7 separate regions of the Mus musculus genome follow, and regions 2, 3, 4, 5, 6 and 7 are each linked to region 1. Evidence: chromatin contacts called from public Hi-C, HiCAR-type and HiChIP or PLAC-seq data. All regions are on one chromosome and are shown on one strand. Each heading gives the region's core, a stretch centred on a gene start, on an enhancer-like site or on the middle of the called end of the contact. The rest is flanking DNA. Distances are from core to core; before and after follow the strand shown. Region 1 holds the start of Psmd3 (proteasome (prosome, macropain) 26S subunit, non-ATPase, 3). Region 2 holds the start of Cdk12 (cyclin-dependent kinase 12). Region 3 overlaps Gm31317 (a long non-coding RNA gene). Region 4 holds the start of Top2a (topoisomerase (DNA) II alpha). Region 5 holds the start of Stard3 (START domain containing 3). Region 6 holds the start of Igfbp4 (insulin-like growth factor binding protein 4). Region 7 holds the start of Gjd3 (gap junction protein, delta 3).

What was found. Hi-C and Micro-C count contacts between places; a contact is called where the count stands out from the background. HiCAR-type assays count read pairs that join an accessible place to other places. HiChIP or PLAC-seq counts read pairs in DNA pulled down with a chosen protein or histone mark.
Region 2: a HiCAR-type map of embryonic stem cells shows a contact between it and region 1, with 3 times the contacts expected there. The contact joins the promoter of Cdk12 here to the promoter of Psmd3 in region 1. A contact is called at or near these places in 1 of 39 promoter capture datasets (neural stem cells), 2 of 484 Hi-C or Micro-C datasets (CD4 T cells and embryonic stem cells), 9 of 115 datasets of contacts at active chromatin or transcription factors (astrocytes, bone marrow-derived macrophages, double positive thymocytes and 5 more) and 1 of 9 other capture datasets (liver).
Region 3: a Hi-C map of embryonic stem cells shows a contact between it and region 1, with 2.4 times the contacts expected there. The contact joins the enhancer-like site here to the promoter of Psmd3 in region 1. A contact is called at or near these places in 1 of 15 datasets of contacts at CTCF or cohesin (large pre-B cells), 1 of 484 Hi-C or Micro-C datasets (embryonic stem cells), 7 of 115 datasets of contacts at active chromatin or transcription factors (the SCID.adh cell line, T-cell acute lymphoblastic leukemia, differentiating embryonic stem cells and 4 more) and 2 of 9 other capture datasets (liver and pancreatic islet).
Region 4: a contact with region 1 is called in an H3K4me3 HiChIP or PLAC-seq map of pro-B cells, with 3 times the contacts expected there. The contact joins the promoter of Top2a here to the promoter of Psmd3 in region 1. A contact is called at or near these places in 1 of 39 promoter capture datasets (the 3T3-L1 cell line), 1 of 115 datasets of contacts at active chromatin or transcription factors (pro-B cells) and 3 of 9 other capture datasets (adipose tissue, embryonic stem cells and liver).
Region 5: an HNF4G HiChIP or PLAC-seq map of pancreatic cancer cells shows a contact between it and region 1. The contact joins the promoter of Stard3 here to the promoter of Psmd3 in region 1. A contact is called at or near these places in 6 of 39 promoter capture datasets (the C10 cell line, cranial neural crest, erythroid cells and 3 more), 15 of 484 Hi-C or Micro-C datasets (B cells, the N1E-115 cell line, Th1 cells and 7 more), 15 of 115 datasets of contacts at active chromatin or transcription factors (the SCID.adh cell line, astrocytes, cardiomyocytes and 10 more) and 2 of 9 other capture datasets (adipose tissue and liver).
Region 6: an HNF4G HiChIP or PLAC-seq map of pancreatic cancer cells shows a contact between it and region 1. The contact joins the promoter of Igfbp4 here to the promoter of Psmd3 in region 1. A contact is called at or near these places in 1 of 115 datasets of contacts at active chromatin or transcription factors (pancreatic cancer cells) and 1 of 9 other capture datasets (liver).
Region 7: a Hi-C map of CD8 T cells shows a contact between it and region 1, with 1.9 times the contacts expected there. The contact joins the promoter of Gjd3 here to the promoter of Psmd3 in region 1. A contact is called at or near these places in 5 of 39 promoter capture datasets (the 3T3-L1 cell line, the C10 cell line, embryonic stem cells and 1 more), 17 of 484 Hi-C or Micro-C datasets (the C10 cell line, CD8 T cells, the G1E-ER4 cell line and 8 more), 9 of 115 datasets of contacts at active chromatin or transcription factors (embryonic forebrain, embryonic stem cells, large pre-B cells and 2 more) and 1 of 9 other capture datasets (adipose tissue).

The regions. Positions count from the first base shown.
Region 1 is chr11:98,681,294-98,684,672 of GRCm38.p6, forward strand. It overlaps Psmd3 (proteasome (prosome, macropain) 26S subunit, non-ATPase, 3), which reads left to right and starts at 1,261. Exons shown (of 12, transcript NM_009439.1): 1 at 1,261-1,644. The coding sequence starts at 1,437.
Region 2 is chr11:98,201,419-98,204,607 of GRCm38.p6, forward strand. It overlaps Cdk12 (cyclin-dependent kinase 12), which reads left to right and starts at 1,887. Exons shown (of 14, transcript NM_001109626.1): 1 at 1,887-2,992. The coding sequence starts at 1,950. Gm38963 (a long non-coding RNA gene) reads right to left here and starts at 1,212. Exons shown (of 4, transcript XR_880193.2): 1 at 1,113-1,212.
Region 3 is chr11:98,297,412-98,300,851 of GRCm38.p6, forward strand. Gm31317 (a long non-coding RNA gene) reads right to left here. Exons shown (of 3, transcript XR_389006.2): 3 at 1,457-1,705. Among named protein-coding and RNA genes, the nearest start is that of Gm31194, 4.5 kb to the left of the region's middle. Within about 2 kb of position 1,635, at least 18 of the 459 cell types and tissues checked have an H3K27ac peak or open chromatin away from gene starts, as enhancers often do. A contact at or near this core is called in differentiating embryonic stem cells, embryonic stem cells and liver, where this site is marked.
Region 4 is chr11:99,022,607-99,025,888 of GRCm38.p6, forward strand. Top2a (topoisomerase (DNA) II alpha) reads right to left here and starts at 1,583. Exons shown (of 36, transcript NM_011623.2): 1 at 1,440-1,583; 2 at 234-386. The coding sequence starts at 1,460.
Region 5 is chr11:98,356,479-98,360,020 of GRCm38.p6, forward strand. Stard3 (START domain containing 3) reads left to right here and starts at 1,890. Exons shown (of 15, transcript NM_021547.3): 1 at 1,890-2,030. Ppp1r1b (protein phosphatase 1, regulatory inhibitor subunit 1B) reads left to right here. Exons shown (of 7, transcript NM_144828.2): 6 at 347-469; 7 at 555-1,318. The coding sequence ends at 592. It overlaps 1700003D09Rik (RIKEN cDNA 1700003D09 gene), which reads right to left and starts at 1,805. Exons shown (of 3, transcript NR_045477.1): 1 at 1,759-1,805.
Region 6 is chr11:99,039,411-99,042,859 of GRCm38.p6, forward strand. It overlaps Igfbp4 (insulin-like growth factor binding protein 4), which reads left to right and starts at 1,834. Exons shown (of 4, transcript NM_010517.4): 1 at 1,834-2,435. The coding sequence starts at 2,087.
Region 7 is chr11:98,981,602-98,985,305 of GRCm38.p6, forward strand. Gjd3 (gap junction protein, delta 3) reads right to left here and starts at 1,419. Exons shown (of 1, transcript NM_178596.3): 1 at 1-1,419. The coding sequence starts at 1,415. The coding sequence ends at 579.

The DNA.
Region 1 (3,379 bases), core at 11-2,510:
GTGAGTTCCCAGACATCCAGGGCAATACAGAAAAACCTTTAAAAAAAAAAAAAAAGCATTTATTTATGGGGGAGGGGAACTCGAGCCTCAGCATGCTTATGGAGGTCAGAGAAAAGCGTGAGACTCAGTTCTCTCCTTCTACCATGGGACCCAGGGATCAAACTCGTGTCTTCATACTTGGCAAGCACCTTTACTCACTTGAGCCATCTCACCACCCCCTCAACATTACTTTCTTTTTTTTTTCTTTTTTTGGAGACAGGGTCTTTTTGTGTAGTTCCCGCTGTCCTGGAGCTTGCTATGTAGACCAGGCTGGCCTTGAACTCAAAGATCTCCCTAGTGCTGAGATTAAAGTTGTGTACCACTGAGATTAAAATTATGTACCACACCTAGCCCTACATTACATTCTTGAGCTGGTGTTTGTTTGTTTGTTTACTTTTTCGGGAAAGGGTTTCTCCGTGTAGCCCTGGTGGTCCCGGAACTCACTCTGTAAACCATGCTGAGCCTCGAACTCACAGAAACCCACCCGTCTCTGCTTCCTGAGTGCTGGGATAAAAGGCATGCACCACCACGCTGGGCATGTTGGGTTTTTCAACAATCTTATATATACTGGCCCTGAGCAGTATACAACGTGGACTCCTATTATTAAATTTGACTAATTCTACACAAATACACACGACCCCCACATTCCCAGGCTGCAGAGAAGGTATGCCTTATACTCAGCATTATACAAAAATTTGACAAGGAAGTTCGGATGCCCTGGGGGTTGAGCTCAGTTTATCGAAAGCCAAACAGCCTAGCTACACGTCCACAAGCTCCTTTTCTTTCTGGTGCTGGAAGCATCTGGCGGGCGTTGAGAGCACGAGCCTGGCGGATTTCATTGGGGACCTGACCCGCGCAAACTGGGAGAGCTTGACCGGGGCGGGGGTTAGGGGGGTGGAGAGGAATCTGCCCGGCAACTCATGATGTCATCCCCATCTGAGCTCCGATAGGTCCTACCCACTTACATGTTAGAGTCTGTTGTAGCCCAGCTTGGAGTCTAAAGTGACCTCTCGCGGACATCCAAAGATGTACACTAGAGAGGAAGATAAAATCACCACTCTCAGGTCCCACAAATTCCTGCAGACTCCTCCCAGTTCCTAGAAGGTCCGCCTTCATCGTTTCTTGAAGACTCCTCCCACTTCCTAGAAGATCCGCCTTCATCGTGCACCTCGGCTGTTGATTTATTTTCCCTCCCTGGACTCGGCCATCTGCTCGCCATGCCTGGCATTTCCCAGAAGCCCCAGCGCCGGGAAGGAGTTTGCAGCTGCTCGGTCATCGTGCGGCCCGACGCGAGCCCGCGCTGGTGTGCAGGCCCGGCTCTGTGCCTGGTCTCTGGTGTGAGGGTTTACGCGAGGCCCCTGCTTCGGTCCCCGGACTAGGCCTCGACCCCGGGCGCCATGAAGCAGGAGGGCTCGGCGCGGCGCCGAGGCGCCGACAAGGCAAAGCCGCCGCCGGGAGGGGAACAAGAACCGCCGCCACCGGCCCCCCAGGATGTGGAGATGAAAGAGGAGGCAGCAGCTGGGAGCGGCTCCACGGGGGAGGGAGACGGCAAGGCAGCTGCGACCGAGCACTCCCAGAGAGAGCTGGACACTGTCACCTTAGAAGGTACGGGAGCCCACGTCGGGGTCGTGCCGCGATCACCGGTGACAGCGGCCAGGGTGATGCGACTTCTTGCTGGGACCTCTGCGTAGCCTCCACCTACCTTGGTTCCTTCGGTCAATGGAGCTGGGGTCAGAAGTGCCCGCCCAACCACCCTGACTCCCTCGACCCCAGCCGATGACCGAACCTGTTCTCCAGTCTGCGGACTGCTCTCCTCCTCTGGGGTTGCATCTTAGTCTCACCGAGCCTTTTCTTCAGTCCTTCCCAGTGATCTACTCCATCCGACCGATTCTAGCGCCTGTTATTGCTATGTAGAAAGTAGCATTTGTATTTGTGTCTAGAGAAACCAGGGTAACAGATTACACTAGCCTCTTAGTTTAAGAGTTTATAAAAATGGGTTCTGTAGCTCTAGGCTCCTTTAGCAAACTCCCTCGGAGAGCCATTTCTACCTTCTGCCTTCCTTCTGTAGTTGAAGCATCTAAACTAAAAGTCCCGGTGCACTTTTCCACTCTCTTAAGGACCTTACCCCTCCTTTCCTAAAGAGTTCAAGCACACGCACGCTTTTACTTCTGAATCAGACCCCCTCCCCCCCCACCCCTGCCTTCTTTCTCTTTTAGTTTATAATGCCTACCTGTGGCCCCGACTCCTATAAGCCAACACCAGAGACCCGTTCTCAGGCTCCTATTGTCCCCTTGTCCCGCTTAAGTTGCTCTTTTACTTTTTCCACTTAGTATATCTTGTCCATGTGCGCGCGATGAGACTTTTCCGGGTGATCTGTAGTTTTTTCTCTCTGTGTGTGTGTGTGTGTGTGTGTGTGTGTGTGTGTGTCTCAACTGCACGAGAAACTACTTTAAAACATGGTGATAGGCCAAGTCATGCCCTGAGTTGTACTTTTGAGTGTAAGTATGTATAGACTGCATCAACTCCCATTCTAAACTTGGTAACAAGATCTGTATACAGTAAAGGTCTTCTTTCCTGAAATAAAAGTTTCCAGTGGCAGAAATGTCACTCAGCATCGTGAAATATTTCATGGTTTGTATTCACTGTAGAAATTCTGGAACATGTGAGCATTTTAAAGCAACAGGGAGAAACTTTTAACCAGAGTTGACATATTTCCTCGTGTATTTTCAAACTGCTCCATAATTGAAATCACTTAAGTATTCAATTTGGATCAGGGCATTCGTATGTAAAGATATTGTCATTTTCTTTTTGTTGTCTTCATTTAATACATCCATGAACATAGGGTTCAACTTATGCAAGAAGCATTTGTTGACTACTTAGTATAGTGATGGAGATTATATAAAGTCCAGAATCCGTTTCCCTGTTTGTGTGGGTGAATTAATAGCATTAGCTGTTTTGTTTGGGTTATTGTGAACATGGGAGCTCATGAGCTGTGCTAGCACATGATAGAAATACATGGTGGGCCCTCCATACATAGTCGCTGTAACTGTAGCAGTTACTGTCACACGCGAAGCACCCGTTGTTAAGTGGGCAGTGAGACTCAGAGCATTCTCTTAACTGCTGCACATCTAAGTTCTTCTTTTTTCTCATTTCTTGCTCTTTTAAGTAGTTTTGCAGTCCTCACTATTCCAAAGTTTTCAATCTACTTTTGTAACTACTTAAATATGGCTTCCCAGAATTTGTATACCTAAGTCAAAAAGGGTAAACATGTTTGAATTTCAGTGTGTGTGTATGTGAGTGTGAGTATCTTATCTGCATGTTTGTAAATGCACCACCTGTG
Region 2 (3,189 bases), core at 637-3,136, 480 kb before region 1:
AGCTCCAGGCTAACTGGAGAACTTCTCTGAGAGAGTAGGCAAGATGAGGGAAGAAAAGGAAAAAGGAAAAGGAAGGAAAAATGAAAATTTGGACATAAGATGTCCTAGGGTAGAATTTTTGTTTTGTTTTTCGAGTCAGGGTTTCTCTGTATAGCCTTGGCTATCCTGGAACTCACTTTGTAGACCAGGCTGGCCTTGAACTCAGAAATCCGCCTACCTCTGCCTACCTTGCCTCTCAAGTGCTGGGATTAAAGGCGTGTGGCAACGACCAGCTTAGAATCTTATCCACCCTAAAATGTAGTATAAAAGAAATACTTCCAGAGCCTGGCGGTAGTGGTACACAGAAACCGTCTCGAAAAGCCAAAAAAAAAAAAAAGAAATAAAAAGAAAAATACTTCCAGGAGACGTTACAACTGGCACTTCCTGAAGGTAGTGCACATAGGCTTAGACACGTTTTTTTCCCCGAGTCTCATTGTCTTCTCTGTTTGTAGAAACTGGACGTTTGTTATGGTAAAACATCCCAGCAGTCGAGAAACGGCTGAGGCTGAATAGCCACAACTGGGAGTCCAGCCTGGGTTACTAAGAACGTGCTGTAAGACATCCTGACATTTCCCCCAACTTTGGCACTCTAACCTTTCTACTGACTAGCCCCCCTGAATCCGGGAGTCCTTGCCTGTAAATTCGCAATGAGGACAGTGTCCCATGGGTGTGAGGGCAGAGAAAATGAATGCAAAACGCCTAAACTCAGCAAATTCCGCAGTACCAAGCGTTGTTTGCACATTCAGACTTAAAGCAGGGCGGTGGTGGTGCGTGCTCCATGCCCTTAATCGCAGCACTCCGGAGGCAGAGGCAGGCGGATTTCTGAGTTCGAGGCCAGCCTGGTCTACAGAGTGAGTTCCAGGACAGCCAAGGCTACTCAGAGAAACCCTGTCTCAGAAACCCAAGCCCTACCAGAATCCCCAATATTCAAACTTGCGCTGTAATGTCCCCAATGTTCACTTGTCCCTTGTTTTTTTTTTTTTTTTTAAACCCTATTAAATCAAAAGACTTCTTACAAGCTGTGCTAAGACCCATCCCCACCGGAACCTGGGGATATTTAATCAAAGAATTACCATTTAGGTTTAAATTTTAAAGGTAATCTCCGCAACTTCCGCTCCTATAAAGCCCCCCAAAAGGGGGAGTTGGAAAAGTATCGCGAGAATCTAACGGGCTGCGTTTGCGGCTTGGGTCCCGTTCTCGCGTTTTCTGGTGAAGGAATGTGTCGAGGTGAAAAGGGAAGCGCCAAGTATCGCGGGAGTCCAGCGGAGTCTCGCGATACTTGCGGCATTCGCCCCTCCCCCTCCCCCTCTAGTGCCGTTTCGGTTTAATCTAGTGTGTGAGTGAGTCTGGGCGAGGGAGTGAGATGTGGCTGTGAGGTGTCGGTGTGAGGCGGAGGCTAGCGAAGGGGGCTCCCTCAGGCACGAGGGACAAAGGGGGGGAGCTGAGGCAACCTAGGCCGCGGAGGCCTGGCGACAGGAAGCCAGCCGCCCCGAGCCGGGCGACCGGGTAGGGGAAGGGCCTGCGTAGTCCTCCCGGGGCTCCAGAGCCGCCGTCGGCCCCACAGGCTCCGGCGGACGCCTTCCTACTTCCTTGAGCGCCAGGGCTCGCGGGCCCGAATATCGGCTCGGCGGGGGTGGGCGGCCGTGAGGGGCGGACTCGAGCAGCTCCCGGCGTCGCGCTCCTCCCGTGCCGAGGAACTCTTGGTTTCTTCCCTCTCTCCTTCACCCCCCACCTCATGTAGGAGGGCGCTGAGGCGGCGAGAGGGAGGAGGAGCCTCGCCTGCGGTCCCTGCCCTCCCCACCCCCGTCTAGGGGCTCTTCGGGGGGCGTGGAGTCGGGGCTGGGGGGGAGGGTGGGGCTTTTTGGAGCGCCGGGGAACTTTTTCCCCTGCTTCAGGCCCGGGGAAAGGGAATGCCCAATTCCGAGAGACATGGGGGCAAGAAGGACGGGAGCGGAGGAGCTTCTGGAACTTCGCAGCCGTCATCGGGAGGTGGCAGCTCCAACAGCAGGGAGCGTCACCGCTTGGTGTCGAAGCACAAGCGGCATAAGTCCAAGCACTCCAAAGACGTGGGGCTGGTGACCCCCGAAGCGGCATCTTTGGGTACCATAATCAAACCACTGGTGGAGTACGATGACATCAGCTCTGATTCAGACACCTTCTCCGATGACACGGCCTTCAAATCAGACCGGAGGGAGAACGAGGAACGTCGGGGAACGGATCGGAGCGATCGCCTGCACCGACATCGTCACCACCAGCACCGGCGGTCCCGAGACTTGCTAAAAACTAAACAGACGGAAAAGGAAAAAAATCAGGAAGTCTCCAAATCTGGATCTATGAAGGACCGGGTATCGGGCAGTTCCAAACGGTCCGTGGAGGGGAGTGATGATTATGGGAAGGCCCAGCTATCCAAAAGCGGCAGCAAGGAATCCAGGTCGTCCAAAATGCACAAGGAGAAGACCCGCAAAGAGCGAGAGTTAAAGTCTGGATACAAGGACCGGAGTAAAAGTCATCGGAAAAGGGAAACACCCAAAAGTTACAAAACCGTGGCTAGCCCTAAACGGAGATCCAGGAGTCCCCATAGGAAATGGTCTGACAGTTCCAAGCAAGATGACAGCCCTTCCGGAGCTTCTTATGGCCAAGACTACGATCTTAGCCCCCCAAGGTCTCACACTTCTAGCAACTATGACTCCTACAAGAAGAGTCCTGGAAGTACCTCAAGAAGGCAGTCAATCAGCCCACCTTACAAAGAGCCTTCTGCTTACCAGTCCAGCACTCGGTCACCCAGTCCTTACAGCCGACGACAGAGGTCTGTGAGTCCCTATAGCCGGAGACGGTCCTCCAGCTATGAAAGGAGCGGCTCTTACAGCGGGAGATCACCCAGCCCCTATGGCCGAAGGCGATCAAGCAGCCCTTTCCTGAGCAAGAGGTCTCTGAGTCGGAGTCCACTCCCCAGGTGAGCTGTTGTCTGTCCTTCCTAAGGTAGGGTCGGTTGGGAGGAATTGAAAATGAGTCTTTAACATTTTGTTAAAGCTTTCAGTGTTCTTCTTTGACAAGTCATTTAGGTAAGTTTGGCTTTCCCCTCGCCCAATTGAGAAGTAAACATTCCAAGTGCCTCCAACTATTCAAGCAAGGTAGGTAAGGTACTTTGCA
Region 3 (3,440 bases), core at 385-2,884, 380 kb before region 1:
TCTATGGAAACACCGGAGGGATCCAATCCACCCCTCTTAGACTGGGAACAGAAACCAGGAATCCACAGACAGAATCAGAAGCGTTTAAGTAAAAGCAAGAGGCTTTGATCCAAATGGAGAGTTCCTTCCTTCCTTCCTGCTGGACTCACCTTCCTTTTCCCTGGGACACCCCCCTCCCATCCCTCCTCAGCATGGTGGCAGGTTCTGAGGGAGCTCCTCAGGCAGGAGAGAACCCTGAGGGAGCAGGGAAAGGAGCCCCTGGGCCCCAGCCTCCTTCAGGTACCACTTAGCCCTCCTGGCCTGTTTGACCTTGGGGCTCCTGACCTTGATCTGCCCTTGGCAGTGGCAGAGAAAGATGGAGGAGCTAAGTGAAGGAGCTGAGAGTGCGGATCAGACAGCCTGGAATAAGGAAGAGCAGGAAGCAGAAGAAGCAGGGGGCGGGGCCAGTGATCTGGCCCTCTGTCACCTTTCCTGAATACCTACTATGCACCAGGTGATGGGCTCTACCCCAGTTTAAACTGGATTGTGCCATCCAGGCCCGCCCCAGCCCTGGGCCGAGGTGTTACAGTCTCCACTCTGCCCTGACAGAGAAGGAAACCGAGACTCTGAGCCTTATGTAATCTGCCCAAGGTCACACAGCTTGTCAGAAGTACAGCCAGGAGCCTAGCCCAGGCCTGGCGGCCTCCAGTGGCTTCTCCTTGCTGCCAGAAAGTCCTCCTCCTGGAAAAGAAGGTCTGGGGTTGGGGTTTTCAGTTCGAGCTCCTGGGGATCCTCGGGCAAATCCATTGTCATCTGCCCTCTCCTCCTCACCCATCTGCCAGGCCAGTCGCGGGTGAGCCCCCTGCCACGGCCCCTGCCCCAGCCCCAGGTGCAAGCTTATCTTTGCCTGGCTCCCCACCTCTCCCCCGTGCACCCAAGGTGGTTCTGAGGTCACCACCCACCCACCCCCGCGCGTGCCTTTAGCGCCTTTAATTCTGCATCGCCATGTCGACTCAAAGTGCATGGGAAAAGCCGGGCCAGAGTGGAGGTCACTTGAAGGTTGAAAGTGGTGGCTCTTTGGGGGCAAAAGATTGGGGTGCTGATTACCTCCCCTGATTTAAAAGAACCCTCCCCAGCCTCCACCCCTCACCCGAGAGACAGCCAGAGCTTTGCTAAGTTAATGAAATACAAAAGAAGGAATCAGAGGTGGGGGAGGCTCCCGAGCCCTGGAAAGCGAGGGAGAGAAAAAGTTGGGTCTCTTCCAAAGAGTTAATGTTCCACAGTATGATCGATTAGGTGTCAGATGTAATTTCAAACCAATACAAGATGAATGGCATAATTTTCCCTCTCTCATTTTAGACAGAATTAAGAATCCATTAGCTAACACAAATTTTTGGCAAGTTTAATAGGAGCTCAAATCTACATTCGGAGGAAACGCTCCCCAAAGCCTGTTTCAAGCTTTTACTTCTTCGGCCCCCTGCCTCCAATGCCCTCAACTCTCAGCAGCCGGCTGCTGTGTCCCCCACCGGCAGCCCCCACTCCTTTCCTGGCCCCCAAATGCCCCTCCCTAACCCAGCCCAAGATTAACTGGCCTGACCCCTCTCACAAAGGCCGGGCCAGCCCACCATTGTCTTGCAGTGGATGGTTGGAGGAAGGGTTGGAGGGGCTGGCAGAGGGCCCAGGGAAAGGAAGGTTTTCTGAATTGGCCCCAGGCTCCAGAAGCACCCTGGGGAGAGAGGTAAATTGGGACCCTGGTCAGTTCCTCAGTTGTAACCCCAGGAAAGTTTTTATCCTAAATAGAACATTATCCCACTCACTCCCCCAGTCTTGCTGTTCCCAACAGTCAATATGTTACTCCATGGAGTGACTATCGACCCATTTCTCACATGAAGAAACTGAGCCCAGAGAGTTGATTGTAGTCAGCTGCGCACAGGATGGACCCTGGCTCTGCTACTCATTGCTTACTAGAACCTAAAGACGCTTGCCCTGGGGCCTCAGTTTCCCTCTGTGGAAAATGGGGAGGGCATCGGAATGGAATGGGATGGCTCCCAGCAGGGCTCAAGGTGCTGCCTAGTGCTTTGAGGCTCTCTTGGCAAAGAGCATCCCTGGCTGTCCAGGCTAGAGCCAAGAGAGTCAGCTCAGTGCTGGCCCAGGGAAGCTCACAGCCTAGTAGGCAGAGTAATTATGGCCCTTACCTTTTACTAGTGGTTTCCTGTGTCAAATCTGGAAACAGATTTTTTTTCAAGACAGGGTTTCTCTGGGTAACCTTGGCTGTCCTCGAACTCACTCTATAGACCAGGCTGGCCTTAAACTCACAGAGATCCATTTGCCTCTCCCTTCCAAGTGTTAGGATTAAAAGGCATGTGCTGCCGTGCCCAGTGGGAACAAACTCTTTACACATATTATTCCTCAACATACCCATTCTCCAGATTCAGAAACTGAGACCCAGATGAAGGTCACCCAATTAGGAAGTGGCAGAGCTGGATTCCACTTCAGAATGCCTGGCTCTAAGGCCTGTTGCTGTTGCTAGCAGTTGGCAGAGGGCAAGGAGGCTTGGATTAGGTCTTTCCCCTACCTTAATTTTGTTTGTTTGAAATAGGGTTTCATGTAGCTTAGGCTGACCTCAAACTTGCTATGCATCTGATGACTTTGAGGCCCTGGCCATCTGGCCTTAGCCTTCCAGGTGCTGGGATCGCCAGCATGGGCAACACACCCTTCAAGTAACCTTGAGACAGGATGTCACTCCATAACCTAGGCTAGCCTCAAACTTACAGCAATCCCCCTGCCTCATTTTCCAAGTACCACAACCCCCTCTTGAATTAGGTCTGAACTGATGAGTGAGAGCTTCCAGGTGGGTAAGGTGCAAAAGGACATTCTAGGCAGTAAGAATTCCACATACAAAGGCACACACAGAAACCCTGGCTAGAGGGCCTGTAAGGACCAGACTTGCTGTAGACAGCAGAAAACTTTGGGCAGATGAGCTGGCCCGTACTCATTATGCCCACAGCTTTGCTGTAACAGTGGGTAGATCTTCCTACTGTTTGACTCCCACAGACAGCTCCGCTCCACAGGCCCTGCTTAGGAATTTTGACTTTGTCCTGGGGTCTAAGAATCATCCCTGTCCCCCAAGTGCCAACAGCTCAGCTTAACTGCCTTGCTGTACACATTGCAGTAACCACAGGACACAGATCCTGTTGTCCCATTGCTCAGATGAGTCACCTGAGGCTCAGTGAAGTTAAGCGACTCGGCTCAAGTTTCAAAGCCAGGCTGCAGAGCCCAAGGCCTGAGCTCTTAGGCAGCCTACTTCTTGCACCCTGGGAAGGGATGGTGAACCCTGGAGGACTTTCCACCAGAGTTTCAAGGGAAGAAAACTCTGTTGGGGGAGGGGACACTCTCTTGCAATCTCAGTACTTTAGAGATCGAGATAGAACGATCAGAAATTGAAGGCCAACCTCGGTTAC
Region 4 (3,282 bases), core at 333-2,832, 340 kb after region 1:
AGTGTTGGGATCAAAGGCGTGCACCAACACAACCAGGAGTGGTCTTCTAGAATGTTGAAACACACACACACACACACACACATACACACACACACACACACACACACGCCTGCAGTATATACATGAATGATGGATCAGTTCCAATGACAGTAAATAAGTAAAAAAAAAAAAAAAAATCCTGACAAAGTATGCCATGACAATAAAGCAAGCGCACTTTGCTAGTTTGGTTTTACCTGGGTCACTAACTCCACAGAGCCAATGTAGGTATCTGGGCGGAGCAGTATATGTTCCAGTTGTGTTTTTTTCTGATAGATTCTTTCAATAGACAATCTTTTCTTGCCATCTTCATTCTTCTTTTTGTTCATTAGCATATTTTCATTTACAGGCTAGCCATTAGGGGAATTAAAAATAAACTTAATTTTAGCCACAAGTTTATCAGAAGTGGTCAACAAAATATCTGCAACAATGATAAAGTCCATACACTCTATCACCATCTATCCCCTGCTTGTAGGTACTGGTAGAGTTTACATAGTTTTGAACGAACAAGTCAATTAAAATCCTTGTGATTAGGTTCTGTGGTTTGAGTATTCGTGATGCTGGGGATGGAACCCAAGGTCCCCCCACCCCCCCTTGCATGCACATGCTAGGCAAATGCTCTGACCACTGAGCAAAATTCCCAGACCATTTTTTTCACCCCCTGTTGCTGTTTTTGAGAGTCCCATTAAATAGCTTAAGGCATCCTCTTGCCTCAGTCTCTGGAGCAGCTGCCATTTCAGGCCTGCCCCACTAGGTCTGGCTACAGATGCCCGTTTAAATAGGTATTTTAGTTCTGCAAGTATGGACATTTCTGCCTTGAGTAATATTTTTTATGTCATCGATAAACTACACTCAACTTCTTCCATCTAATGGGAAAATATTTAGTGAGTGCCGACATAGGCTCGTGCCGATTACAGATGGTATCCACCCGTAGCAGTTGGGATGCTAGCAATGCAAACCCTTGGCTACATTCACATCCCGAAACTGGACTTTTTTTGAGCCACTCGGTCGGCCAGCTCCTCAATGGGAACTGCCATGCTCTGCACCTTCCGTGATGAGTTATTCAAATCACCCAGGGAAGGGAAGAGGGCCACTGAATTCGAGTATAAGCCGGCTGGAAGTCACACAGAAGCCATTAGACTACAGACCGATCGCAGGACTAGTTGAACCTGCTCCCACAAACAATAAAAACACAACACTCAAGAACCCAGATTAGATTATAGATATCATTTCGGAAAGAGCTTCACCCAGTCCACGACCCCTCAAGGCCCAGAAGATGGGGCTGACCGGATCCAGCCGGTCGCCGGCCAGCGCTCGGCCCTGGAACCTCAACTCTCGCCGTCAGCCATGAACGCAGAGGCCACGTAAAGGCTCTACTACCCGGCCCCATCCGCGAGCTGTACCTGCAGCGGTGACAACTCCATGGTGACGGTCCTGAAGAGGCTCGAGAATCCGGAAAGCGACAAAACCAGCGGGAAACGCTAGGCGACCCGCGACGCGCGACGCGGGACCTGGACGCTCCCCTCACAGACGCTTGTCGGTTAGGAGAGCTTCCCTAGTTTCATTTGAACCTTTATCTAGCCCGCCCAAATCAGAGGAACCAATCACCGACTCGCTCTCATTGGCTCTGTTTGCAGTAACCAATCGTAGATCGTCTTTTATTCGAACAAAAGACCGCCTTTTCGAATAAACCAATTAGGTAAAAGAAGGCGGGAGAATCTTCAAAATGGACCAATAGCAATTGTTGGTGGTACTGACAGAAAATCTGACCAATGAGGAAGGTCCATGTGCTCTGAGAGACACTCTGAAGAGAGGGAAGGCATTTTGGAAGTGCAAAGTGGTTGACTAAGCCGTCCTTCTGAATATAACTAGAAAACGGATGCTCATTCTTTATTTCAGATCTGTTGAGATTACAGAGTCTTAATCCTGCGATGAGTTTTCCTTTTTTTTTCCTGACCGAGGAAACAACGCCATCCCTCCCTCAAGGCTGGCCAAGGCAGCGGTTCTCAGCCTGTGGGTCGTGACTCTTGGGGGTCGCATATCAGATAGTTTACCTTACAACTCATAACAGCAGCAAAAAAATTACAGTTATGAAGTAGCAATGGAATAATTATGGTAGCAGGGCATCACAACATGAGACGCTATGTTGAAGGGTCGCAACCTTAGGAAGTTGAGAAGCGCTGAGTTAATGCTGGCAAAGTTCTGGCAAGTTCTTCTGCTTGCGGTCTTAGGCTGCCACACACGAAGAGTATAGAGATGCCAGCAAAATCGCGAGCAGCACTAACACTCCCTGTGGATCACCCCTGATACAAAGATTCATTCATGCTTCTTCAGTGGAGCTGAGAGGCCCTCATGAGACGGGAACTTCTCCCTCAGTCAGCTGCTGAGGGAATCTACAAGAGCTCTTTATATTTGCCCTCTATGCATAATGCAGTCTAGAGCACCGTTCAATTTGACATAAGAGGTGGGGGCTTGGTGGGTTCTCGATGGAGGAAGCTTCAATTTCCTGTGCTAAAAGTAAAAATGGTAGATATAAACTGGTTATGTGTGACGACACCACCCCTTTAATCCCAGCACTTGGGAGGCAGAAGCAGGTGGATCTTGGAGTTTATGGCCAGCCTGGTCTACAGAGCAGGTTCCAGAGCAGCCAGGGCTACACAGAGAAACCCTTTCTCTAACCCCACCACCACCCTCAAAAAAATCGCTATTATCAGCAAGGAATTTCTTAAATTTAAACATTTTTCCTTTCCAAAAGGCGCCCAAGATCAACCATTATTAAATAACTTCACGTGTCCAACAACAACCCTGCTGGCAAAGTGAAAGAGAAGGCCAATGAAGAAATGTGGCCTGGCTGGTGGGAAAACCAAAGGAGTAGAGTTTTAACCTTGTTCTGATCCTGTCTTCAGTGTTTTTAGCCTTGTCCTGTGTGTTAATAAAGGAGGGTGACTTCAATGCTTAGGGCCACTAGGGACTCAGCAATTAAGACCTTTTTTTTGGTGTTTTTTTTTTTGGGGGGGGGGAGGGGGCAGGTTGTTTCGAGACAGGGTTCCTCTGTGTAGTCCTGGCAGTCCTGGAACTCACTTTGTAGACCAGGCTGGCCTCGAACTCAGAAATCTGCCTGCCTCTGCCTCCTAAGTGCTGGATTAAAGGCGTGTGCCACCACTGCCCGGCCTAGGACTCCACTGCCCGGCCTAGGACTTCTGTCCAGTCAGAAGACTGACTAGGTTATGGGTGCCAGAACCAGTG
Region 5 (3,542 bases), core at 640-3,139, 320 kb before region 1:
TCTGCAATCCAGGTTGGCCCGAATCTTAACAGTGCACCTCAATCTTAATCAATGACCTTGAATTCAAAGCAATCCTCCTGCTTCAGCCTCCTGATGGCTGCATTTTTAGTGTAAGCCTCCACACCCAGCTTCCCAGAAGGTATTATCTAAGGTAATCTACACCGATCTTCTTACATAATATTTCCTTTGGAAAAGTGCCCATGAACTAAGTTACAATCACGGGGACAGAAGTCCAGGCCAGTGTTCTGCCCGTTATGCAGCAATGGATGTCTCAGAAGCTCAACCTCAAGCCATCAGAGAGCACCAGAGGGGCACTCAGCCTATGTATGTATGCCCTCTCTTTCAGTGGGGCAGAAGCCTACTTGTGGCCGGGGTCTGGAGGGGCCCTGGGAGCGCCCACCTCCTCTGGATGAGCCCCAGAGAGATGGAAACTCTGAGGACCAAGTGGAAGGCAGAGCAACACTAAGTGGTGAGCTTTGGAGTGTGGGCTGGGGAGGTGGGTGGGAACCTCATGGGCCAAGCCTGGCCTTGAGTCCTCTTTATTTGTCTTTCAGAGCCTGGAGAGGAACCTCAGCATCCCAGCCCCCCCTGAGCCTGGCACATAAGCTCAGAGCCCTGTATCTCCCAGGAGGAAGTGTTCCCCAGAAACCCACTCTGTCCCCACCCTCCTTTGTACCCTGTCTTTCACCTGCTAGGGCTGCGGCTTCTGACTTTTAGAAGACTAAGGCTGGTCTCTGTTTGCTTTGGCTGAAGCCCAGAGTCCCCAATGCCTTTCCCTGCCAGTCATTCTTCTATTTACCCGGTGGGAGTAGGGAGGTGAGAGAGCCCACACTGGAAACCCCAGAAGGCCATAAACAACCATTTATTCTCCACAAGTCCCCTCCCTCTCCAGATTCTCTCCCCTGGGCACAGGAGACCCACAGGGCAGGTCCTAAGATCTGGGGAAAGGAGGTACTGAGAGCCTACAGGTGCCCTGAGATCTCCTCCTTCCCCTACCAGTGGTGGGCGTTGAGTCCCCAACCCTCTCATAGACTTCAACCAGGGCTCAGGTCTCACGCATTCTTTGCAGAGCCTCAACATGTCCCTCCCTTAGTATCCCATTCCTGCTGGGTGCCTGCAAGATGGACTGGCAGAGGCTGCTTGCTGCGTTTTGTTTGTGCTTTGGTGCCAGGAATGCACTTACTATCTGTCCTTAGGGGGCCACACAGTGGGGGGAGCCTGGTTCTCCTTGTCCTCCAGCAACTTGGTTCCCTTCCCCTTCTTCCCTTACTCTAGGCCTGAACCCCTCCTACGCTGTAATAAATCTTTGTAAATAATTGTCCTGAGACTCCTCTTTCAGGGGAGGGAGGAGAGACCGGGAAGTAATGGTATGTTCTGACAGGAAAAATGGTGGTTATCTTAGGGTCAGGATCTTGCCTCTCGTGTCCAGCCCTTCCCAGGAAGGAGCCTTTCCTGCAGGCTATACGCATGGCAGACATACTAGCTCCTGAGGGAGATGGCTAAAAGCCAGGGGAGAACAAAGGTCCTTTAAATATGTGTGATGGATGTGGTGCTGCGCGTCAGTAATCTCAGAACTTGGAAGGCTGAGTTCGTGGCCAACCTGAGAACGTCTCAAAAACGAAAAATGGATTTCTCCAAGGGACTTGTGCTCACAAATCGGCCCTCACACAGTTCCCCTTCACTCCACAGTGTCAGGCCTGTATGATCTAATAACCAAGACACCCTGGGGTTTTATCCCTTGCTCCTGCACGGTCTTACACAGTTTAACTTCGGTTGTGGCTCCGCTTCCGGACCTCGTCTCCGAGAGAGGGGCGGACCGGGGCGGAGCTTCAGGGTCACACGAATCCCGATTGGCTTTGGGGGCGGGCTCGGGGGGGCGGGTTGGCTTTGGGGGCGGGCTCGGGGGGGACGGGCTCAGCGGCGGAAGTAGCGCCGCCGGGAGCTCTCCTTCCGCTCTGAGGAGTTGCCAGGCCGTGGAGCGGGACTGCGGCTGAGGCAGGAAGAGTGGGGGCCGTGGTGACATGAAGCAGGTGGGTTGTGCGGCGGTCGCAGGCACCGGGCGGTGGTACAAGAGCTGTCTCTACCCGACGGATCCCGCTTTCCTGCCCGGTGTCCGTCTTTGGTTCGGTCCGACCCAGCCCACACCCCTCGCGCTCCGGGTTCCGCCCCCTTCCTCTCCACTCGCTGCTGCGCGCGCAGGGCTGGGGAGGGGGTGTCTTGGTCTTTACCCGAGAGGGTCCGGAGGACGTCTGCGGCCGCTTTCCTAAGCCTTCTTTATAGTAAGAGGAGAGGCAAGGAGTCGGTATCTAAGTATTATGGGGGACAGAATTGGGTGTGGGAAGGGGCCAGACTCAGGGAAAAACATACTAATCGGCTGCCTCTCTGCCACCCGCTGTTTCCCACAACTTCCGTTGGAAACATCCACGCATAGCTTCCCAACGATATCAGAAAGAAGGCTCTTTAAACTCTTCTCAGAAGTGCTTGCTACTGTTGGCTTTCATTCCTGACATACTTCCACCCTTTGACTCCCCAATATTTCCTGATTTTTCCTCTTACCTCTCTGACAAGAGGGCAGAAGAATCTCTTTACGTTCACGCTGGCCCAACCCGCCTCACTGTGCATTGATCCTGGATGGCCTCATCCACTGTTGTCGCATCAAGTTCACGTTCACTGAATATTCAGATGGACGATAGCAGCACATCCCCTTCCTGGGCTCCAAATTAGCTGCCTGTCAATTATGCCTATGGGATACCTTCACTTTGGGATGATCTCACAGGTTTCAAACGTGAGCTGATCTTTTCTCTGTAAATTTATCCTTCCACTCTTGTCTTATCCAGGAGAAAAACTCCGGAATTGCCTTAACATCTTTTAACCCTGTTTGCTCAGAGGTGCCAGTATAGCTAACTCCCTGAACCTTCTCTGTCACTACCCTTGTTGACGTGTCTCTGGACATTTCCAGCAGCTTGTGGTCCTAATTGCTTGCAGGCAAGTCTTCAGAATCTAGCTCTTGCAGACTTTTATATCACGAGTCTGGTTATGTCACTTGCTTGCTTCCCATTGCCTGTGGGGAAACGACTGTGTGCTTGTTTACTGTAAGATGTGCCTGGCTCACATAGGGTTCTTCGTGTATATAGCAGCACCTCTTTCCTCTCTGATCTGCTGGGCCTCCTCCTGATGTATCCTTCAGGAGTCCTGCTCAGAGAGCACCATCTCCACACTGCCCACCTCCATCTCAAAGGCTGGCCGCCCTGCCCATCTGTGTCCTCTGAACACTCTTAGTGTCATAGCTGACATATAGACCCATGCACCAGCCTGCTTGAGTTTTGATATTGTTTTGAGACCTTGATGAAGTCAGTATCTTCCTTTCCTCTTTTGGAAGATGGAGATAGTAATGTGCCTACCTTGTATAGATGTGAGAATGAATGAAGTACTGTGTAGTGTATGCATCAAGGGACCAGGCCTATGAGTGCCTAATGAACACACGTTAGTTAGCATGTCCTGTGTAAGAGCACTCTGGCTTGCTGGTTATGAGTTAATTTCAT
Region 6 (3,449 bases), core at 584-3,083, 360 kb after region 1:
GGGTGGGGAGACACCAGAGGAAGGTTTGGGGGCAGAGGAGGTGTTGGGGTTGCAGGATGGGGGCCTCTGTCTCATCTAGAGACCTTTACAGAACACCCACTTTCATCAGCACGCGCGTCTATTCATCTTGGGTTTGCTGTCTGGCCGGCAAGTTGAGTGCTGGGCCTCAGAACTGTCCTTATTGGTCCTTCTTGTTCCCACAGGAGCTCCAAGAAGTGGCATAGGCTTCCTTTTAGCTAGACACCAACTTCAACTTGGTGCATTAAGTATAAGGCTGACTGGGTTTAAGGACGAGGATGGGGGCAGGGACTGGCTTCCGAATCAAAAACAAAACAAAACAGAAGCAAAAACAAAAAACCCGCTGTCTTCCCCCAGGAGCTTCAAGAACCCGTTCTGTTCACTTTTCTCTATGGCAGATGAGACAGGAGAGACCCAACTTTATCCTTGCGATGGGACTGAGGGAAGGAATCCTATCACTTCAACCCTCCTGCAGTCTTAGAGGTTGCCAGTAGGTGCCGTCAGTTCGCAACTTTTTGATCAGTCTTCCAGGTCCGGGTCTTGGTGCCTTTCTCCCTCCAACCGCGCCAACAGTCTGCGGTGCAGAAAGTGGGAGGTGGCCTAATTCCTCCGAGGCTGAAAGACCCCGACTCTGGGACAAAGAACCGGAAGAGGTCTAGGAAATCTTTAGGTTGGTTGCTCCTTGGATGTTTAGCCCAACCCTTCCGGACCCCATCCACCCGCAAAATCCTTCGGTCCTCCGACTGTGCCTGGACAGACACAAGAAGCGAACTCCTTGGTTGGGGAGGATGAGGAGGCGTAGGGAGAAATGAAAAAGAAGGTGGTAGGAGGTGGGTCTCTCCTCCAAACGCGACTCTAGATCAATTCCCGTTTCCAACAGAATTGCTGCGAGGGGAAGGGATATATTTATCAATAATCCCTTTATCACCCAGGGGCAAAGTGGCGTCGGGAAAATTAAAAGGCCGCTTCTCTTTCTGGAAATCTTTGACTGCCATCTACTGGGAAACTGTTGCAGTAACTATGCAAACACACAATGAGTACATGAAGTGGAGCCCCCTGGAGTTGTTCGACTCACATCTTGTACAAAGCCAATGGCAGTCTCCTTCCAGAATCTAAGCAGGGCGGTAGAGGGAACAACATCTAGGAAGGAGGAAGAGGCTTGGCACTTTGTTCTGGAGTTCTGGAAGCAGAGTGCAGCAAGGCCCAAATGGAACCAGGGGCGGGGGTCAAGCGACAGGGGTTCAGGGGCAAGTGAGAAGACTGCCTATTAGCACCTTGAGGCCAGAACTCTCCTGGACCCTTTACAGAGTGCTTAGTCGCCTTGTCCCACTTTAGCGCGGTCTCTAGAGGTTGACTGGACATACCCGGGGGGTGGGTGGGGGTGACCGGAGGACTCTGGCCAGGGATGGGAACTGAACAAGAGAATCTTGAATCCGCTATGAGGTCAGGTTTTCTGTGGCAGCAGGAGGATCTCCTAGGTGTCTGGGAAGGACTCCTTCGAGGTCGAGGGAGGGGGGCAAAGCAACATCCCCTTCGTTTCCCCTCGCCCTGCTTCCTCTTCAGGGTCCAGCTCAGAGGCTCTCCGCGCGCAGGCCACCGCTTCCAAACTGCGTCGCTTTCTTCGGCGGGGCAAAGGACTTTCAGATGTTGTAGCGGTGGCGGCGACTCAGGCCAGCGCCCCCTCCCCCCTAACGGCCTCTTCTCCCGCTCCATTGCTCCAGTTCCCCCTCGCCCTCCCCTGCTCTCCCACCTCGGGGACGGCGCTGGGGGTGTGGCCAGGGGGCCGGTATAAAGTCCCGGGAGCCGGTCCCGGGCAGCCGCTCAGCCCCCTGCCCCCCGCCGCCTGCTGGGCCGGCCGAGGATGCAGCGCAGCGCCTCGGTGGCCAGGCTCGCTCTGCTCCAGCGTGCTTGCTAACTTCCCCGGCTCCGTCTCTGCCTGCCGGGGTCGCCCCGTGTCCCTGCGCCCTCCGGGTCTGGTTCTCTAAGCTCTCTGGGCGCTGCCTCCGGGTCCCTTGCAGCCCGCTCGCGAGCCCGCGCTCCCCTCCTGCGCCCCACCCTCGTCCTCGCCATGCTGCCCTTCGGCCTCGTGGCCGCCCTGCTGCTGGCCGCAGGGCCTCGGCCGAGCCTGGGCGACGAAGCCATCCACTGCCCCCCTTGCTCCGAGGAGAAGCTGGCGCGCTGCCGCCCCCCCGTGGGTTGCGAGGAGTTGGTGCGGGAGCCAGGCTGCGGTTGTTGCGCCACTTGCGCCCTGGGCTTGGGGATGCCCTGCGGGGTGTACACCCCACGCTGTGGCTCAGGCATGCGCTGCTACCCTCCCCGGGGGGTGGAGAAGCCCCTGCGTACATTGATGCACGGGCAAGGCGTGTGCACGGAGCTGTCGGAAATCGAAGCCATCCAGGAAAGCCTGCAGACCTCTGGTAAGGTACACCTACCTTCCCTCGGCCACATTTCCCAAACACCCTCCTCCCTGCAACTTAGTTCCCATTCTGGCTGGCCTGGAAGGCCCGTCAATGCCCCCTGTGAGTTGAGGAGAAGGGAGGTACGTGGCAGAGCTTAGAAACAGCCAAGAATGCTGGCATTTAATCCCAGCACCAGTTGCCACTGGTCGAGGGAAACCTACCCCACCTCTTCATCTCAAACCTCCTAAGTACTTCTTTGGGAAGAGGGGCCTTGGCCTCAGTGGTAAGCCTGGCTCCTGAGGTAAGTTAAATGACCTGATTCAGTTACATTTGTCATCTAGAGTTAGATGACTGCGATGATAAGGTGTGCGTGCGTGTGTGTGTGTGTGTGTGTGTGTGTGTGTGTGTACATGCACATGTGCATACGTGTGTGCATGTGTCTGTGGGGGGTGATAAGGATGGTGTGTGTGTACATGCGCATGTGCATACGTGTGTGCAAGTGTCTGTGGGGGTGATAAGGATGGTGTGCTTGTGCACGTTTGTGTGATAAGGATGGTATGTGTATTCGAGCGGGAGGCAGTGTGTGTGTGTGTGTGTGTGTGTGTGTGTGTGTGTGTGTTGGGACGGTTCCTTTCTGTTCCTGATCCAGAGCCTGATCCACACACCCAGTCTCAGGTGAGAGGTGTGAGGAGCCAGGGGCTGGGCCTTTCACTCATCACCCTGGGGTGAAGTGGGACATACAATTCAGAAGAACCTCTGGGGTAAAGAACATGCGACTTGGACTTCCCCCAAAGGCTCAGAAAGCAAAGGAAGAGAAGGCAGGGCTCTTTCTGCCAGGTTGGCACATCCAGGTTTCTTGCTCCTTCCTTCTGGCAGGTGCCATCTGAGGGGGTTGGAGGGAAATGCTGGTTGCTGGTCCCGAGTTGCAGACCCCTTGGGTATATGGGACTGAGAAGAGAGGAGGGCTAGACAGACAGATCTTGCATTTATTCCTTCTCCTTTGTCCACTTGTCGGTGGACCTTTCTCCGTTT
Region 7 (3,704 bases), core at 169-2,668, 300 kb after region 1:
GCGTACATGCATCCACACAGAGCCTTCAAGGACATACATGTACATTTCTGTGCACGCAGGCATGAACCCAGGTCTCTATCGCCTGTCACTTGGGAGATGTATACGTGTGGACACACGCATGTGCGGACCCTCACAAGCATACACATGCAAATACACACAGCTCATAGAGGTTTACTATGCTTGAGCAGCCAACCCATCTGAGTGTGTCCAGAGAGAGTGTGTGCAGAGCGCTCACGGAAAACCACTCTTCTCTGAATTAGCAGGGAACCTGGGAATGTTGCCATCACTGTTGATTTTTGTCCCCGGTGCAACAATCAGGTCACCCACGGCCGGTTTGCCGCCTCTCAGGGGAGCCCTTGGCGTCCTCCCTTTCCGCAGGGATCACAGCACCGAGGAGCCTCCCTGATTTAACACGGCTGCCGTAACCAGCACTAGGAAGTGCGACACCTCCCCCACCCGAACCCTGGCGGTCCCCTCTGCTCATCTTCTGCTCAGGCAGGGTCCTACGCAGTCTTTCAGAAGCAAAGCCTTCTGCCTCCAAGGACCCGGGTGCTGATATCCAGCCTCCGATCTCGCCGCTAGATGGCCAGGTCCTGGCGCACGGTAGCCAGCGACGCTTTGCTGTGGCCGCTGCCGCCTTCGCCCTCGCTGTCGCCTGCCGGTGAGCGGTGCGCGTAGGCTGGCGGGCCGAAAGGGTCGGGGTCCCCGCGCTGCGATGGCAAAGAGGGCGACGGCGGCGGCGGCGGGAGCAGCTTGGCGCGCTGGCGACCCTTCCAGAGCAGGTGACCCAGCTCCGCCACGCTGAGCAGCGCCGACAGCAGCCCGACGGCGAAGTAGAAGACCACGAAGACGGTCTTCTCGGTGGGCCGGCTCACGAAACAGTCGACCGTGTGCGGACAAGGTGGCCCGGCGCACGCGTAGTGCGGGTCCACGCGGAAGCCGTAGAGCAGCGCCTGGCCGCCCAGGAAAGCCAGCTCGGCGAGCAGGCGCAGAGCCACGCTCAGCAGGTAGCAGCGGCGCGCGCGGCGAGCGCGCAGGGCGCACGGGGAGCACGGCGCCTCGGCACGCCCGCGCGCGCACGGCGGGGCCAGCTGCGCACCACCCGCCTCCTTGCTGGCCTGGTGCATGGAGTAGATGACGAACAGCACCGGCGGCGCCGACAGCAGCAGGATGTGGAAGAGCCAGAAGCGGTAGTGGGACACCGGGAAGGCGCGATCGTAGCAGGTCTGGCGACAGCCGGGCTGCAACGTGTTACACACGAACTCCTCCTGCTCGTCCTCGAACACCGCACCTCCCACCGTGGCCAGCACCAGGATGCGGAAGATCAGCATGATCACCAGCCAGAGACGACCCACGAGCGGCGACTGTAGCTGCACCGCGTCCAGCAGGGAGCCTAGGAACGCCCACTCCCCCATGACGCTGGGGACGAGGAAAGGGGGTAGTCACAGGCTGGGGCGGGCTGAATACCCCCTGTCCCCCGCCACCCCCCACCCCCACCCCCACCCCCGTCCCTCAACAATCTCGGAGGGCGCCAGGGAAAGAATATTTTCTGGGGTTTAATGAGTTAATGTCAGAGTGTGAGGATAGTCCATCCTCAGCTATGGGATTCCTTCATATGGGCATAGAGGGGTGCTGAGGAGGGATTTCCCCGCACACCTGGCCTGGGCCTGCTTGGCTAGGGAGACCCTAAGGTTCCCCAGATTCTAGGTTCTTCTTCAGGGCCAACCTTGCTGGCCTGGCTTTTTGTGCCAGGAGCAAGAGCGGCTACTGGAGTCTAGAATTCTACGTTCCTTCTGTTTGAGACCCCTGGGAGCAAGGGGAGGGCCAGGCCGGGTGAGCCCCCACTGTCTCCTTTCTCTCTCACCTCGCAGCAGGGAACGCCTTTTGGGGTTGGAAGCTGACACAGAAGCCTGTTTTTCCAACTTAGGATCTCTCGCCCGCCCTCAATCTTCCCTTCCTCACCAACCTCAGCCAAGGAGACCGGGCACAGCCCCCTCGACTCCTCTCTGATAGCAATTATCAAGCATCTCTTGTAAGCCTCCCCAGACACACAGAATACACCACGTCCCGTCCCTGTAGACCCTTAGTGGCCTCTAGATGTCCCCAACCCCACTTACCCCGGGACCTGGGCCTTAGAGCTGAGCGGAGGACCTTGAGAGACAGCTGGGACCTGTCCCTCTGGGTCCCTCTTTCATTTTCCTTTTTGGCTTTGGCCGGGATGGATGATAGGACAAGTATGGCTGAGAGGGGCTAGCTCTCCCCCTTCTCTTAAAGGGACAGGGTGACCTGTGGTCCGGCTCCACCCTGGAAATAGATCCAGGGCCACACCCCTTGTTGGGTCCTTCCTGCCTTCTCTTTCCATCCCTTACCCCCCATGCCCATCCCATAGCCATGTCTCCATCTGGCGATGGACGGAGGCTAACTAGAGCTACATTTTTTTTTTTAATTGAGGGAGCCAGAGAGATCAATCATGGGAACCCTATCTCCTGGCAGACTCCTCAAACTGAAGACTAGGTCCACCACAACCAACTGACCCCATTTTTGAAGGGTCTTGTGGGCCAGAGGGAGATAACTTCGGCTTTTAGGGGACAACAAATATGGCTTTGGGGGGGGGGGGCTTTTGGTTCTGCCACTATTGGACCTTGGATGAGCCATGTAGGTCACTTGGGCTAAGATCTCTTGGTCTGTCACCTGAGCCAGCTAAACTCTAAGATTCTTACTTTGTTCCGAGACAGAGTCTCGCTGTGTAGTTCAAGCTGGCCAGGACCTTACCGTATAGGCCAGGCTGCCCTTGAAGTAAATGATCCTCCTGCCTCAGCCTCCCAAGTGCAGGACATTAAGTATGCATCACCACACCCGTCATAGTCGCCCATCTTAATGACCAGGTCTCAGCTGTGTTACAGAAACCCCAAACCCAGTGCTTGGAAATACTCCGTGAGGGCATCAGGAAGATGTGGAGATAGCTGGCTACCGTGGTTAAGCCAAAGCTCTGGTCTTTCCTACTCAGCAATGTCTAGGTTTACCGTGAGGTGTGTGGCACCTCATAAGGTCAACAGCAGTGAGAAAAGCTTCTGCCAAGGATTTTCTAATATGGAGCTTTGTCTACCAGTCTAGGTGCGGGGAGATGCGGGACCATGATAGACAATCCACGGGGACCCGAGTGGGCCAGGAAGAGGGACTCCCGATTTAAGATGGTGTTTTTCTCCCTTCTGTCTACCTCAGTCACCCACTCATTCAGTCTTCAGCTACCCCGGCACTATTTACAGCCTTACAGCCGGGGAAACCGAGGCTTAGAGAGTCACACATGCGCAGTCAGTGAAAGGCGGACCATGAACTCACTCTTGGCCTCAATGGTTCTGGAGCGCATGCTCCCTCACAGCTTGCGAGGGAAAACTGCCACCTCTCTATACCTGGGTGGGGTCTTGCGTGGGGCTGAGGGTCTCAGCACTGAGGTGGGCTGTGCGTACTCCTATGAAGGGATAGGTCATTAGTCCTCACGTACTCCGTGATATTTTCTCCCCCAGTCAGTACAAAGACCTGCATGGGTTTCTGTCTGTTAACAGTGGGTCCCTAATGGGAAATGTGTTCTCTACTGATTGGCTCAGTCAGGGGTCTAGCCCAGCCTGGAAAAACTTTTGGTTAACTCCAGCTTGGGTGTGCCCCTGAACGTTTCCATCCTCCTGCAGGGTCCCTTAGAAATAGGC